Regions from separate parts of the Sus scrofa genome. Here region 2 is linked to region 1. A link is a contact called in public Hi-C data. All regions are on one chromosome and are shown on one strand. The core of a region is the stretch at or near the end of the contact, and the rest is flanking DNA. Distances in the headings are between cores, read along the strand shown. Region 1 holds the start of WDR77 (methylosome protein 50). Region 2 holds the start of DENND2D (DENN domain-containing protein 2D).

Region 1 (6,356 bases), core at 2,089-4,588:
GCACTGACCAGGAAAACACGCTGTACATCTAGAAAACACAAAGTAAGTATGTCAGACTTTGAGCACTGACATTCGAACATTATTGTCTAAATATATGCTCTGAAGCTCCAAGAGACGGATGAGTTTGTGATTTTGCTCCCAACATATCTGAATCATGCACTTAGCAGTGAGAACTGGCAAAGAAAGGCACTTAGCCATTGAGGGAACCAGTGATCAATCACCCCATCTACATCACTTAGCCACACACACATTAATGCTCTAGATACTATCTTCAGTAGGAATTCCTGTCATGACTCAGCAGCAGTGAACCTGACTAGTAACCAGGAAGAAGCGGGTTCAACCCCTGGCCTCGCTCAGTGGGTTAAAGATCCGGCATTGCTTCAAGCCACAGCGTAGGTCACAGATGCAGCTCGGATCTGGCGTTGCTGATGATTCGACCCTGAGCCTGGGAACTTCCATACGCTGTGGGTGTGACCCTAAAAAGACCAAAAAAAAAAAAAAAAGATTTGGTATCTTCATGAAGATGGCTCTCAAAATAAAATCAACTGCCAGTGCTATTCATTAAGGTGAGCAGAAAAAGAAACATAAGGGATGGTTCTCACCAAAAAAAAAAAAAAAAAAAAAAAAGAGAGAGAGAAAGAGAGATTTTATGGAGGTGAATATTCAAAAGTTCAAGATTCACAAGCATCAGAGTTTATGCTTGGGGAATGTCAAAGATCTACTGTGACTGGGTTTAGCTAGCATGGTATGCTTGAAGGAGAGTCACAGTGAAAAAAAGCCCGAACACCATGACATAAACATAGGATTGTAATCTGTAAGTCGCAAGAAATCAATGAAAGACCAAAGATTACAGGTAGAGAGATGAGATAAATGCCACTGTCTGTGTGAAGCCTGTAAGTAAAAGGGGGCATAAGAAATGGAAAAGGTCATGGACCAAATGAAAAAAACACTCCAAAGGACCTGGGGACCAACTGATAGTGGGAAACAGGAGGAGTAGGAGAGGACTGGGAGTTTGAGCCACTGGTGGCCAAGAAGGTGGTGAGGCTGTCAATAAAAATAGAGAAATTAAGGGGCAAGGATCAACAGTGGGGCCTGACCACCATTTTGGAAGAAAACTACCAGGCAGGAAAGCAAAGAATTGATTTATTAACATCCAAGCAACGTTCAAAAAGCACAAAGGGAAGAATAAAAACAAAACGGCCAAGGCCAGGACTGAAAAGGAAAGAACATGCACTCACCTCGGTATGAATTCAGAACCATCTGCTGAGCAAGGTCCCAAACCTTGATGCTAAGAAGCAAAAGGAATCAGAGACTTAATTTTGACCTACACCACCTACATTAAAAAATTGCATTCAAATAAGAACTTCGAGGGAGTTCCTGCTGTGGTGCAACTGGTTAAGGACCTGACTGCAGCTCTCGGGAACTTCACTTAACTGACACATCCTATGTCTTCGCCTCCTGGATTTCTGTTATGGGTCTACGTTTACAGTGGACTGCAATATCTCTAATGCCATCATTAGTCACTAGGTCCTTATAATGAGTCTAAAATGTTGGTTAATGAAACGAACATGATACTAAAGACACACAAAGGAGGCCTAGGCACAGGAGTGATGAGATCAGGGACCCACCAGAAGTCTTTGCTACCACTGACAGCTTGTGTGCCAGAGCTCAGGACACTGACTGAAGACACGATGTCATCGTGCTCATACTTGCAGAACTTGCTGACAATGAGTGTCTCATTCTCATCCAGCTCCCACAATTCAACAGCACCTGTTGTGGGTGGGTGGGGGGGGGAAATAAGCTTGGATTACACCAAGACAGCAATTCACCTCTAGGATTCTAGTTCTCAGGAGATTAAGATGAATCTCCACAATGATCTGCAGCACACAGTCTAGTATGGTTAAATCTTTCCAGTTATTTGGACACTAATAAGTATTTGTTGAACAGTTTGAATAAATGTCTCGCAGAGCCATAAAAAAGCTGGTGAATAACATAAAAATATGTTACACAGTGATTGGGCAAGTACAGAAACCCCCCAAACAGTTGTCCTGAATATGTAGTGTTCAAGCTCAACTGCCAGGGGCTCAATCTTCAACGTCCTGCTTTTATGCTTCCATGCCAACATCTGCCAACACCCATATTCTGATTTTTTTTAACATCAAAGCCTCCATTGCTGAGTTTGACATTCAAGGCAAAACAAAGCAAAGCAAAATGAAGATATTTAAGAAGAAAATGGGAAGAAACGGAAAGAGACAGCACAGATCGGCTCAGCATCATCTTTAGGATCAAGATTATCCTTGGTTTGGGGTGCCAGATAGTGGGTGATACAGAGGGGTTACAAAGAATAAACATGGTTCCAATTCACTTCTTAATTTTGTTGTCTATTTTGCTAGAAATGCTCACCAATTTAGGATCTTGGGACAGGTGTTTTCCACTTATACATGAGTTCTCTTTCCGGGCCAACACCCTCAAGCTCCCCCAAGCACTGAGTACCAGACATTAAAAACTGACCCTAGCCTGACCTACACCGCTAGCTTCCATTCCACCTGTAAGGTTGAAGAGAAAGTGACTCACCTGAATCAGAAGCCACCAGGATACCTCTGTCCCCTACCCAAGTGAGGTCAGCCACTCCAGCCTCCGTTTGGACTCCAGCGGAGCAGAAGCCTTCGTTGGGGGCGGCGCAAGGGTCCTTGAAAAGCCAGAGGGAGCCAGCCCAGCAGCGGCCACTCAGGCTGGAAGCCCCGAGCAGAAGCGCCCCATCTAAGGGAAGTACAATCTGTCAGCGTGTGAGAAGTGGAAGGGCTCGTCTCCATGGTGACCGCCCAGAACTGCCAGCGGGCCAGGTCTGGATCAGAGCCCGGAAATGCGGGGCAAGTTGGGGACTGAGCTCAGCGACGCGAGGCAGGGATCAGGATGGCATGCGGAGCGGAGGCGGGATGGAAAGTTCAGTCCCAGGAAGGGTACCCGGGGCTGGGGTGAGGGAGCGCCCAGGCCCGGAACCCAGGCTCACCTGACCGGTACCGCGCAGCCTCCAACTGACGCTCCATACACGCGGGCGCATTGGGGGGAAGGTTCCACTCCCGGGCCGCCGGGGGCACTAGGGAGGGAGGGGTCTCCTTCCGCATCTCCACGGTTCCAACTCCAACTTCGACCTAAACTGGACGCCCGCCGGAGATTCAGCTCCACCAGCCCCCACGTGGTCCACCTCTGGGCCTCCGCCCCTCTGGACCGGCTACCGCCTCTCTACATCTCGCGAGAACTGCTTCAACGATTCCATTCCACTTATCAGTGGCCACCCACCTGTAAAGGGCTCTCTGGGCGCTGTACCTCTTATCGCGAGAAAAAAATTCAAACGGAAGTTGATGTAGGAGAGCAGGACTTCTCTTCTCGCGATACTTGCGAGCCTCCATCTTGCTTCTGCCCCCGACAGGTTCTCCTGTCCGGGTCACTGGGACGCCAAGACCGTTCTGTGGACGCCAGTTGACAATGCTGTCCCGGGTGGTACTTTCTGCCGCCGCCGCAGCAGGTGAGAGTTGCAGATCTTGGTCCGGGCTCTCAGGGTGATTGCAAACCAGCGCGTCTAGGCTTACTTGAAAAGGGTGGGAGGAAAGTGGGTGAAGAAAGGCGCTGCGAGACTTGGGCCTGAATGGAGAGTAACGCCTCTCGGAAGGTGAGTGTGGGGTCTCAGAGGATACGAGAAGGGGACGCATGGCCTTAGTGATTGTGCTTCGCGGGGAACGAGGAGGGGGCAAACCAGATTTCACCTTGACCTTGCTGACCTGCGCCTTTGTGTATTTGCAGCCCCCTCCCTGAAGAACGCAGCCCTCCTCGGTCCGGGGTGAGTGAGAGGGGTGTGATACTCCCCTTCATTCTTATTTCATCATCGCATTTTACTTTCGGGTAATCTGCTTCTGGTTTTCGGCCGGTAGTAACCATTGTTTAGTTTATTTCAGAAGGCTTAAAGCCTCATTCAAACACTTGTGCTCCTGTAACTGCCTGGAACACTGTCGTATTACCTAATAACAGAGGATAAGTGATTTGTGGTAACTAAACTAGAAACTGATTTTGGTGTCTCCTAAGCCCCGCCTCTCTCCCTTGTGACCTTCAGCTGGACAGAGCTGCCGCGGCCCGAATCGAGGTTACTAGACTGCATACCCAAGAACAAGTTTTGTTAAATAAAACAATGAAGTGTGTTGTTTTCAGTGTGTCTCCCAGATTCCAACTTGTGTTGTCAGATCAGAGAAATTATTCGTTGGTTGAGTAAATACTTAGCTTGCCATGTACATAACCAGAGCTCACACACAGTCTCCCAGAGGAGGCAACTATAGTACAGTAGTTAACAGTGAGGACCCCAAAGCTAGAGAGCAGTGCACCTGGCTCCTCCACTTACAAGCTGTGCGACCTTAATTTACCCCTTTGCATTGTAGAGATATAGTTCATTATAAATTTATTAGAAGTAAGGGGCTTAATTCCTGCAAAACTAAAAACAGTGCTTGGTTCCTAGTATGTGCTTAGTAAGTCTTAGAAGCTGTTATTGATATTATGTCATAAAACATGTCAGTTTTCTTCAGAAGTTCTCTTTTCACTTCCAAACTTTGTCCTAAATCTTGCAAAATTCGATAACTAGCCTGTGGCTTGAAAAAGTGGCTTCCGCTGCTCTGTAATTTTTGTATATGCCATAAAGTGAGGCTGTAACTGGCTGCTTCCAACTTCTCAGGGAAGAAAGATTTCATATAGTCAAGTAAACAATTGTAATACAGCTAATAAATACATAACAAGATGCAGGGAACATCCTTGACTTCTCTTCACGTTCCGTGTCTAATATATCAAAAAGGCTCTCTGCCTCCAGATTATATCCAGACTCTGACCACTTTCACTACCACTGCTCCTGGAGTGTGAACCACCATCATGTTTCATGTAACCTATGTCAACTGCCTCCTAACTAGTCTCCTTACATCTATATTCTTGTCCCAGAACAGCCCATTCTCGGAGTAGCCATACTGATATGTCACTTTACACCACCCATACCCAACTCCCCCCCACCCCCTGCAAAACCCTCCAGAGCTGCCTATCACACTTGAAATAAAATCTAAACTTACCATAACCCAGAGGACTCAGCATGAATGGACCCCATTCTACCTCTTGATTTATCTTCTTCTCTTTTTAGCTCATTCTCCAGCCATACTGGCCTTCTTGTTATACCTATAAAAAACTGCCAAGGTTACTGTTGCCTCAGGATTCTTGTACGTCTCTCTTTTCTGCAGGTCGCTGATTCAGATGTCACTTGATCTACCAAAAACCCTTTCCCCTCTTTCCCCATTTCTCCTTAGCCCCTTCCCTCCATTTTTCTTCATGGGACCTAACAGCTGCCTGAAATTGTGCATAGGTCTATACACTCACACTTTCCAGACCCCCACTAGAATGTTTTAGTCTGTTCTCTTTCCAGAGGGAAACTGCCTCAGCCCTCATCCCTATTCTTTCTATCTACAATTGCTCATATGTTGTGTTCTTGTTAAAGAATAGGCTTTAAATTTGTATAATTGCTACCTATAGGGTACTGCAGGCAACAAGGATCTTTCACACAGGGCAGCCAAGCCTTGCCCCTGTACCACCTCTTCCTGAACATGGAGGAAAAGTTCGTTTGGGGCTGATCCCTGAGGAATTCTTCCAGTTCCTTTATCCTAAAACTGGAGTGACAGGTGAGCATTTGCCCAGTGTTTGAGTATGTTTGGATGGTATGGTTTTTGTTAACCTGGACTTTTATTGGGTTCTTACTTTTTCCACATATACCAGAAAAATCAGGTCAGCTGGTTTTTTTGTTTTGTTTTTGGTTTTCGTTTTTTGTTTTTGGTCTTTTGTCTTTTTTTTTTTTTAGGGCCGCACCCGAGGCATATGGAGCTTCCCAGGCTAGGGGTCTAATTGGAGCTACAGCTGCCAGCCTACACCATAGCCATAGGGACACTGGATCCAAGCCGAGTCTGCACCCTACACCACAGCTCACGGCAACACCGGATTCTTAACCCACTGAGCTAGGCCAGGGATCGCACCCGCAACCTCACAGTTCCTAGTCAGATTCCTTTCTGCTGCTCCAGGATGGGAACTCCAAGTCAGCTGTTTATAAAAGTATAGGGTACAAGTGATTCAATGTAACAGTTGATTTGGTTGCTTTAACTTGTCTTCCAGATTGATTTGTAACATTGTCTCTGTTACATGATACAAATTTATTGAACGCCTTCTTTATACAAGGCACTGTCTTAGGCCTACAGTGGTGAACTAAAGCCCCTGCCATCATGGAACATACATTCTGTTGTAAGATAGATAATAAAAAAAAAAATGAGCAAGTGTGTAATACACTT
Region 2 (7,229 bases), core at 4,160-6,659, 210 kb before region 1:
GGATGGGATCTGAAAGGCGGAGGGGGTCCCCCGAGGGGCACAGGACTAGCCCAGTTTCCCGGCGAGGGAGCCCAGGTCGGTTCCTCCCATAAAGGCCAGATCTAGATGCTGTGGGTGATACCAGAAAACAAAGCTGGGCCTGAAGGAACCGGGAGCAGTGGGCTCAGGGCAGCTCCCGGCTCAAGTCCTCCCAGGGCGGGTGGGGGAGGGGGAGGGTCAGGGAGGGCCCCTCCCCCCACTGCCTCTCAAACTCCCAGGACCTCCATCCCCCACTGCTTCTTCCTCCAGTCCTTACCTTGGGAAACTGGTAGGTGATTGTGGGCTCGTAATCTGGCCCCGAGTGCTTTTTTTTGAGGGAAACCACGAGGAGGTATTCAAAGAAGTGCTGCCCTCCAGCAAAGTTGGGTAGACAGTGCTCCTGGGTCCTTTCTGGTTCCTTTACTCCTTCCCCTAGATGGTCCTGGGGAGATCCTGAAACCGAGAGACCAGGGCCCATGGGTATCTCACTGATGCCGGCCCCGAGTGCAGGCTGGGAGGCTCCGGCAACTTCCGCACCTCTAGGCCGCCCTGCCAACGCGGAGGTCCCCGGAGCCGGCCCCTTGCCTCAGGTCCTGGGCTCAGAACCAAGTGGGCCCTTTCCGAGCCTGCCTGGGAGATTAGGAACCACGAGGAGCCAAGAGGAGGAAAGAAACCAGTGATCCGGAAGCCAAGGCAACATACCAGGGAGGCTACCATGGGAGGCCAGAGGCCCGGGGGTAGCAGGGACTCTGTCCACTTGAAACGGCATGCTCTGAGTGCACTTGGACTCAAGACATCCGAACAGGCCAAGGGCCACGTGGCTGTGACCACACCAACCCCCAGAGAGGGCATGACCGGCTCTGAAAACCAAGAGAGGAAACCTCCCAGCCCAGTCACATGGGGAAGCAGGTGGAGGACGAGCTATAAAAGGAAGAAAAAGAAGCCTTTCATGGAAACAAGAGCCACCCTGGAAAAAAAGGAAGTGGGCCATCCAGTCCAGACCTGCTCCGTGTCGAGGCAGCCACTGTCCGAAGCGCCCGAGTAGCCTGGCTACCGCTTGTCTGTCCATCTTCTGGGGCGCATAAGGCATGGAGGGCTGCGCTTTCCTCCGACACAGACTGGCTACAGAAAGCCTGAGAAAGCGGCGGCCGTCTCCGTCTCCAACCACAACGCTATGAACTCAAGCCACGCGCGGTCTTCCAGACAGGGGAGAGCAGTTTCCATCCTGTGCACCCAGTGGTTGAGCAAGAAGGCTGACGGGACCCAGGAAGGCAGCAGAACGCCTGCACTGACAGAGGCAGCATCCTGGCACTGCAGCTCAGACCTCAGCTCCTCCCAAGAGCCCCAGGGTGTGGTGAGAGAAAAGGTCATAGGCAAACACCTCCAAAAGCCCAGCTACTTCTGGGCTACGGGCTGTCAATTCCCGGCTGCAGGTTGTGCAATGGGTTTATTTACAACTCAGGACAATGACGAATGCCTGATAACATCAGACTGTGAGCACTGGACCTCGATAGCACCAGGAAAGGGATCTTCTATCTCCATAATTGATTGCCGACCTTTCGCTTCTTAACTTGGTCAACAGCGGCAGATAACCCCAGCCGGGTTGCCTGCTGCACCCTGGGACTTCCAGAACTTTAAGGCTGCAAGCAAGAGCACAGGACCCATGGCTCCTCACAGCAAGGATGCCACTGCCTCCCCTGATTCAAATCAATAGACTTGGCCCCATTCATTATCGAAGTGGAGAAATTGTTCTAGCAAGAGGAATTCCTGGATATCAGTATGACCTCCTTCTCGGGATGAAATAGCAAAGTCCATCTCTGGGCTGGAGAGCTCCTGCCATCTCAGGACATCTATGATGGCACATCTCTCACCCCTGCAATATGTCCCAAGGCAGACATGTCTCACTGGGACCTGTTCCAGGGCTCCAGCAAAGACACCCTCCTCCCACATGGGAAGCACTGACTCAGGACTTTCTCCCCGGCCTATAGCAGGGGACTGGTTGCATCAGCAGCCTGAGGGTCACTCTGGGTGATCTCCATCCCACCCTCTCCATCCCAGCCCGCTCCTGCTTAGGTCAGCAGTTCTGGCCAAGCTAAGAGCAGAGCAGCTGACCCCTGGGGCACCAGTGGTGCTGGGGGAGAGGGAAAGAATAGCAAGAAATCGCCTGGGAGTCTCACTTAAACCCTTGAGTGTGTAAATGCACGCGGTAAGAGAGAAGGACTTTTCCCAGACGGCTGCCCTAAGAGGAACCAGGAAGCAAAAGCATTGGGTGCCAGTGTCTGCCACTCTTGCAAAGAATTAGTAGCCCTCTGGAAGAAAGTGGGGTGCCAAAATAGGGCCAGCGGCTGCTTGCTCTTAACAGCTCCAGACCTGGCTTCTGTGGACATAAAAGCCAGCACTCAGTGACCCAGCCATGACTCCTGGGGAGAACGCCAATCACAGTAAATAAGGATGTTACGAATGCTGTAATGGTGAGAACAGTGACCTGGAACGTTCAGATCTGTCACAAGAGCTGCCTGGCAACCTGCACAGACTGGCTGCTCAATCCTCGCCACTAGTCTGAGGAACAAGCATCTCCTGATACACATGGGGAAACTTACGCACAGAGCGATTCAGGGACTATTTGGGGACTACCATAGAATCGGTTGGGGTGGGAATTGTGAGAGTTTCAAGTGAAGGCTCCTGCCTTCTGGATGCAGCACACACCAAACATCCTACAAACATGGGATGCCTCCAATTTGCCAAAGAACTTGAGAACCAATCTTTTTTTTTTTTTTTTTTGTCTTTTGTCTGTTTTGGGTTGCACCCGCAGCATATGGAGCTGCAGCTGCCAGCCTACACCACAGCCACAGCAACTTAGCATCCAAGCCGTGTCTGCAACCTACACCACAGCTCAGGGCAACGCCAGATTCTTAACCCACCAAGCGGGGCCAGAGATCGAACCCGTGTCCTCATGGATACTGCTCAGGTTTGTTAACCACTAAGCCACGATGGGAATTCTGAGAGCCAAAATATTTTCACTGATTATTCCAGAACCTCAGGAAATGATTCCTTTCCCTAAATCCTTTGGGTTGCACTTTCAGCCCATTTTTTCCGGCTTTATCAGGAGAGCCAAGAGAACAGCAAAATTCACAAACTCAAACAAAAGAAGTTACTGGACGTTGGGGCTGAGGTTCAAGAAATCCAGAAAAGCACAGCTTTCTTCTCCTCTTTCAAAGGGAATTATCAACAGAAAACACCCATCAAACGCACGTTTAATATAGGTCATCTCTTTAATCTCCAGTGCCCTAGAAAGGAATTTTTATCCTGAGTTTTCAGTTGAGGAGGGAGCCACCCTTTCTAGGGAAGTCAGGAGTCTGGTTACACTAGTTTCTCCACCAGGAAGCTCCTCCCACAGCCCTCTGATGAAAAGTCCCAGAACCAGCTAGAATATAGGTGAGGGGACTTTCTGTAACTTTGATCTGGAAAGCTGGCCCTTCTTCTTCTGGCTCAGCTGCTCTCAACCCGGGACCACCAGCACTGCCCCTCCTCCCTACCAGGTTGAGTCACATCTGCACCTATGTGTACACACACACACACACACACACACACACATGCACACACACCTACCACGTAATTGCCTTGGGGCCAAAAGAGCAAAGGAGGGAGGGGGAACTCCTTAGGAAGAGAGAGGTCAGTATGGAAGATGAACAGGTGCACTCTCCTGGCGGGACGGGTACCAGACCTCAGGCACCTCAGACAGGTACCTGAAACAGGGAACCCTGGCTGTATGTCTTACAGTTCCTCCATGTCCAGGAAGCTCCCCCCAGGCACAAGCATCAGCCCTGTTTTGGGACCACATGGGTGGAACAACCGAATGTCTCCTCTGGGCTGAGAGAACTGACTTCTTCCCTTCACACAGGCTTCTGAGGGTTGAGGAAAACCAAAAAAAGACCAGGCCAGGGACATCCAGAGAAGGGAGCCTCCAGCTCCATCCTGCACCTGCTCCTGGCACTGCATACACCCAGGCCTCTGTCCCCACCCATGGTCTCTGACCTCTCTGCCTTGCTACACGTGGAACAACCAGATCGATAACAGTAGCCTGGACACCAGGCTTCCAGGGAGAAGGGGGGCAGGGCAGGGGTAGGGGCAGGAGGAGCAGGGATCTCCCCTCTAGGTCTCCACAGCTCTGGGCGGAGTGGGTGCAGGGGGTCTCCCGCGCAACCTTTTGACTGCCAGTGTCAGAAGGGATGGATTTCTGGGAAGGACACCTGCTCCTTCCTCTCAGAAGGTGGGACCTCTGGGCAAAGTATCTCAGGGTTGTGGCCGCAGCAACAAATGTTTGAATGAATGAAAAAAACAACAACAACAACAAATGAATTCCTAATGCCCTGCCTTCCCAAGCCCGGCGTCCTTGCTGAGAAGAAAATGAATACTGACTTCTAACCCCCACAATCCTGGAAGGGAGGCATCGCTCTGGCTTCGACGATGGGGAACTCAAGGGATCGGGAAGCTTGACGTGTCTGATTCGCACGCGGAGGAAGCGGCTGAGCAGGAGGTGTCGCAGCTCTGCCCGAGGCCACACTCGCCAGGGATCCTCGCCGCCCTTGGGTGGGGGTGGAGGGTAACGTCGTCGGGGAAGACCAGCTTTGCGGCGGGCGGCTCTCCGGGGGGCAGGGTCGCGGCTGCCACCAGAGGAGTCGCGGGGCGGCGAGGCGGGGCGGGGCGCCGGGCGGCTGGGGGCCGAGGCGGGGTCTCCCGGAGGGAGCCGCGGCAGGGGCGCTGCAGGCACGCTGCGGTTGCCCCACAGGCTTCCTGGCTGGAAGACACGTGGCCCCGGGGCCCCACAACCGTTTCCTTCTGCCAGCAGCCTTCCCCTCAGCCCCGCTGGCGTGGCTTCTCCTCGGACCTCCACCCGGTCCCCACCAGCCGGTTTCCACCTCTACCTGCACCCTCTCTCTCCAGCTCACCTGATCCCTGCCCTGCCCTCCCCACCTTCCCCGTGCCCTTCCGACTGCTTCAGGATCGCGGCCCTCCGGGCCCCCCCCTCCCTGGCCCCCGGTCCCCGTCACCTCCTGTCCTGCCCCCCAACCCCCACCGCGGGCTCCCCGCTGCCCCCGCACCCTCGCCCCGGCGCGCCCCGGCCCGGCACTAACCCCCATGGCCGCGCTTCAGTCGCAGGCTGGCTCGGAGGCGGCGGCCGAGCCCATCCATGGCCCCTGGAGTGCCCGGAGCCCGCTCCCAGGTCGGCACCGGCCCCGCCCCCCAGTGCGCGACCTCCGCACTGGACACTTTCACTTTCACGCGGGGGGAGGACGAGGGGACAGGCCCGGGGCGGGGCAGCGCACCTTCCGGACTCCGGCCCAACCCCCGGCGCACCTGGGCGGGCCCGCTCTTCCCTGGGCCCCGGGCAGGGCGGCGCGGGGTGACAGAGGGCGCTCGACGCGCGTCCGGGAGGGGCGGTGCCACCTCGCTCCCACCCTCCTTGGGGCGCCCCGGGAAGCTTGGCTTTCCGAGCCCTGAGGTCCCCAAACGCGCGGGGTCGCCACGAAGTCACCCTCTGTCTCCGCAGCAAGCAGGGGAGTGCCCGTCCGGTGGGCACCCCTGCACCTTCCAGGTGGCTCCGGGACTTCTCCCAGAAAGGGACAAGGTTTTCAGAGTCGGCACACCTTTCCAACCCCTCCATCTCTCCCCCTGCAACTGCTTTAGCCTCGGGCCATTTCTAGGTCTCTTGTCGGATTTATGCTTCTCCCCCATGGGGCACCCGTCCCTGCGTTGCCCTTTTCCCTATTCCATTTCCCGGGGAACCGGCGGGATCCGCGTGGGTGCTTGAGGAGAGACTGGAGCTGGCAGTAGGGTCTTGACCCTGTCTTCCATCTAGCTTGTTCAGAAAGCTCTTGGTAAACTCTTGTGTGATGCAAATGCGAGGGTTGGTGACAATAATGACGACAAATTGTTGCAGTTATCCACATCCCCAAACAGCCTTTCAGGGCTTCCTCTGCCCTTCCCATTTTCATTGGCTTCCATAGCTGCCCAGATTCCAAGCTTCAGGGTCAGGCATTTGATAAGCCCCACTTGATCCTTGAGGATCTGCCTTGGCTCCCCTGTCCCTCCCGGGACCGCCTGTGTAGAGTGGAAGGGTAGAGAGAGTGCAGAGTCCATTTGAAATGTCTCCATTCGCAGAGATTTTAGCCTCAGTTTCAGGTGTGAGAGGTGCAGGGAAGAGGACATTACAGCGGAAATATGTTTGGAATCTATAGACATGACCGCTAGACCTACAGCCCCCTTCTTCTCCCTTGTGTGGCTTCCAGGTGACTCTCCTGTCCCAGAGGATGGATGAGCAGGAGTGAGGAATCCAGCCCTGGTATTAAACTGTCTAGTCTTAGGCCAGAGGTTCTAAAAGTTGCCTCCACTCTGGGCCTATGCAATTTCGTATTTAATTACACAGTCTGTTTCTGTTCCCTATTCTCTCTGACTTCCCACACAAGGGCACATCTTTTCCCTGCGTATCTTCTTTTGGCTGCATTAGTGTCTTATGCATCTCTGTACAACGATAGCAGTTGTTCATTATAAACTTGTCCAATTGGTTGAACATCATTGCGCCTTAATTTTGAACATACTTGGTTGAACATAATTGTGCCTTAATTTTCTCAACCTGTTTTATGGGGGTCCCAACCAAACTACTTCCTTCTTTTAAAAACAGATGAAGAGATGGGTGCCAAAATGTTCGTGTCAAATCTTATTCGAAATAGCCTCAAACTGGAAATAATTTCGAATGTCCGTAAACAGAGGCATGCTTGAGCTGCAGCATATTCTTATGATGAAATGCTATACAGCAGTGAGAATGAATAAACTGCAGCTGCATGCGTGCATGGCATGGCTACATCATACAAACATAAGGTTGCGCCAAACAGCCAGACACAAAAGAGGACACAACGTAAGTTGCCATTTACATAAAGTTAAAAACAAGCAAAACTAACATGGAATGAGAAGTCAGGATGATGCTGTTTAGGGAAGAAGGAGGAAGTGATGCTTGGGAGACCATCACAGGGCTTCTGGCCTGCCAGCAATGTCCTATTTCCTAACCTGGTGGCAGTTACAGAGGTGTCTTCACTACATGATCATTCTTTGCACTGTACATCTCCTTATATGTATGTGAAACTTTAAAAAGTTTTTTTAAAAAACCATTCATCGGGATGTTAGGATGACATAAATGGAGGCCTGAGCTAGTT

Evidence for each region. A called contact is a pair of places that touch in the nucleus more often than the background predicts.
Region 2: a Hi-C map of liver shows a contact between it and region 1, with 5 times the contacts expected there. The contact joins the promoter of DENND2D here to the promoter of WDR77 in region 1. A contact is called at or near these places in 1 of 5 promoter capture datasets (liver), 1 of 47 Hi-C or Micro-C datasets (liver) and 1 of 2 datasets of contacts at active chromatin or transcription factors (alveolar macrophages).

Annotation. Positions count from the first base shown.
Region 1 is chr4:108,904,174-108,910,529 of Sscrofa11.1, reverse strand. It overlaps WDR77 (methylosome protein 50), which reads right to left and starts at 3,338. Exons shown (of 10, transcript XM_003355245.4): 1 at 3,011-3,338; 2 at 2,575-2,760; 3 at 1,629-1,770; 4 at 1,239-1,288. The coding sequence starts at 3,125. It overlaps ATP5F1 (ATP synthase F(0) complex subunit B1, mitochondrial), which reads left to right and starts at 2,904. Exons shown (of 7, transcript XM_003355244.5): 1 at 2,904-3,526; 2 at 3,802-3,838; 3 at 5,554-5,699. The coding sequence starts at 3,487.
Region 2 is chr4:109,120,056-109,127,284 of Sscrofa11.1, reverse strand. DENND2D (DENN domain-containing protein 2D) reads right to left here and starts at 5,409. Exons shown (of 12, transcript XM_005663560.3): 1 at 5,154-5,409; 2 at 296-471. The coding sequence starts at 5,211.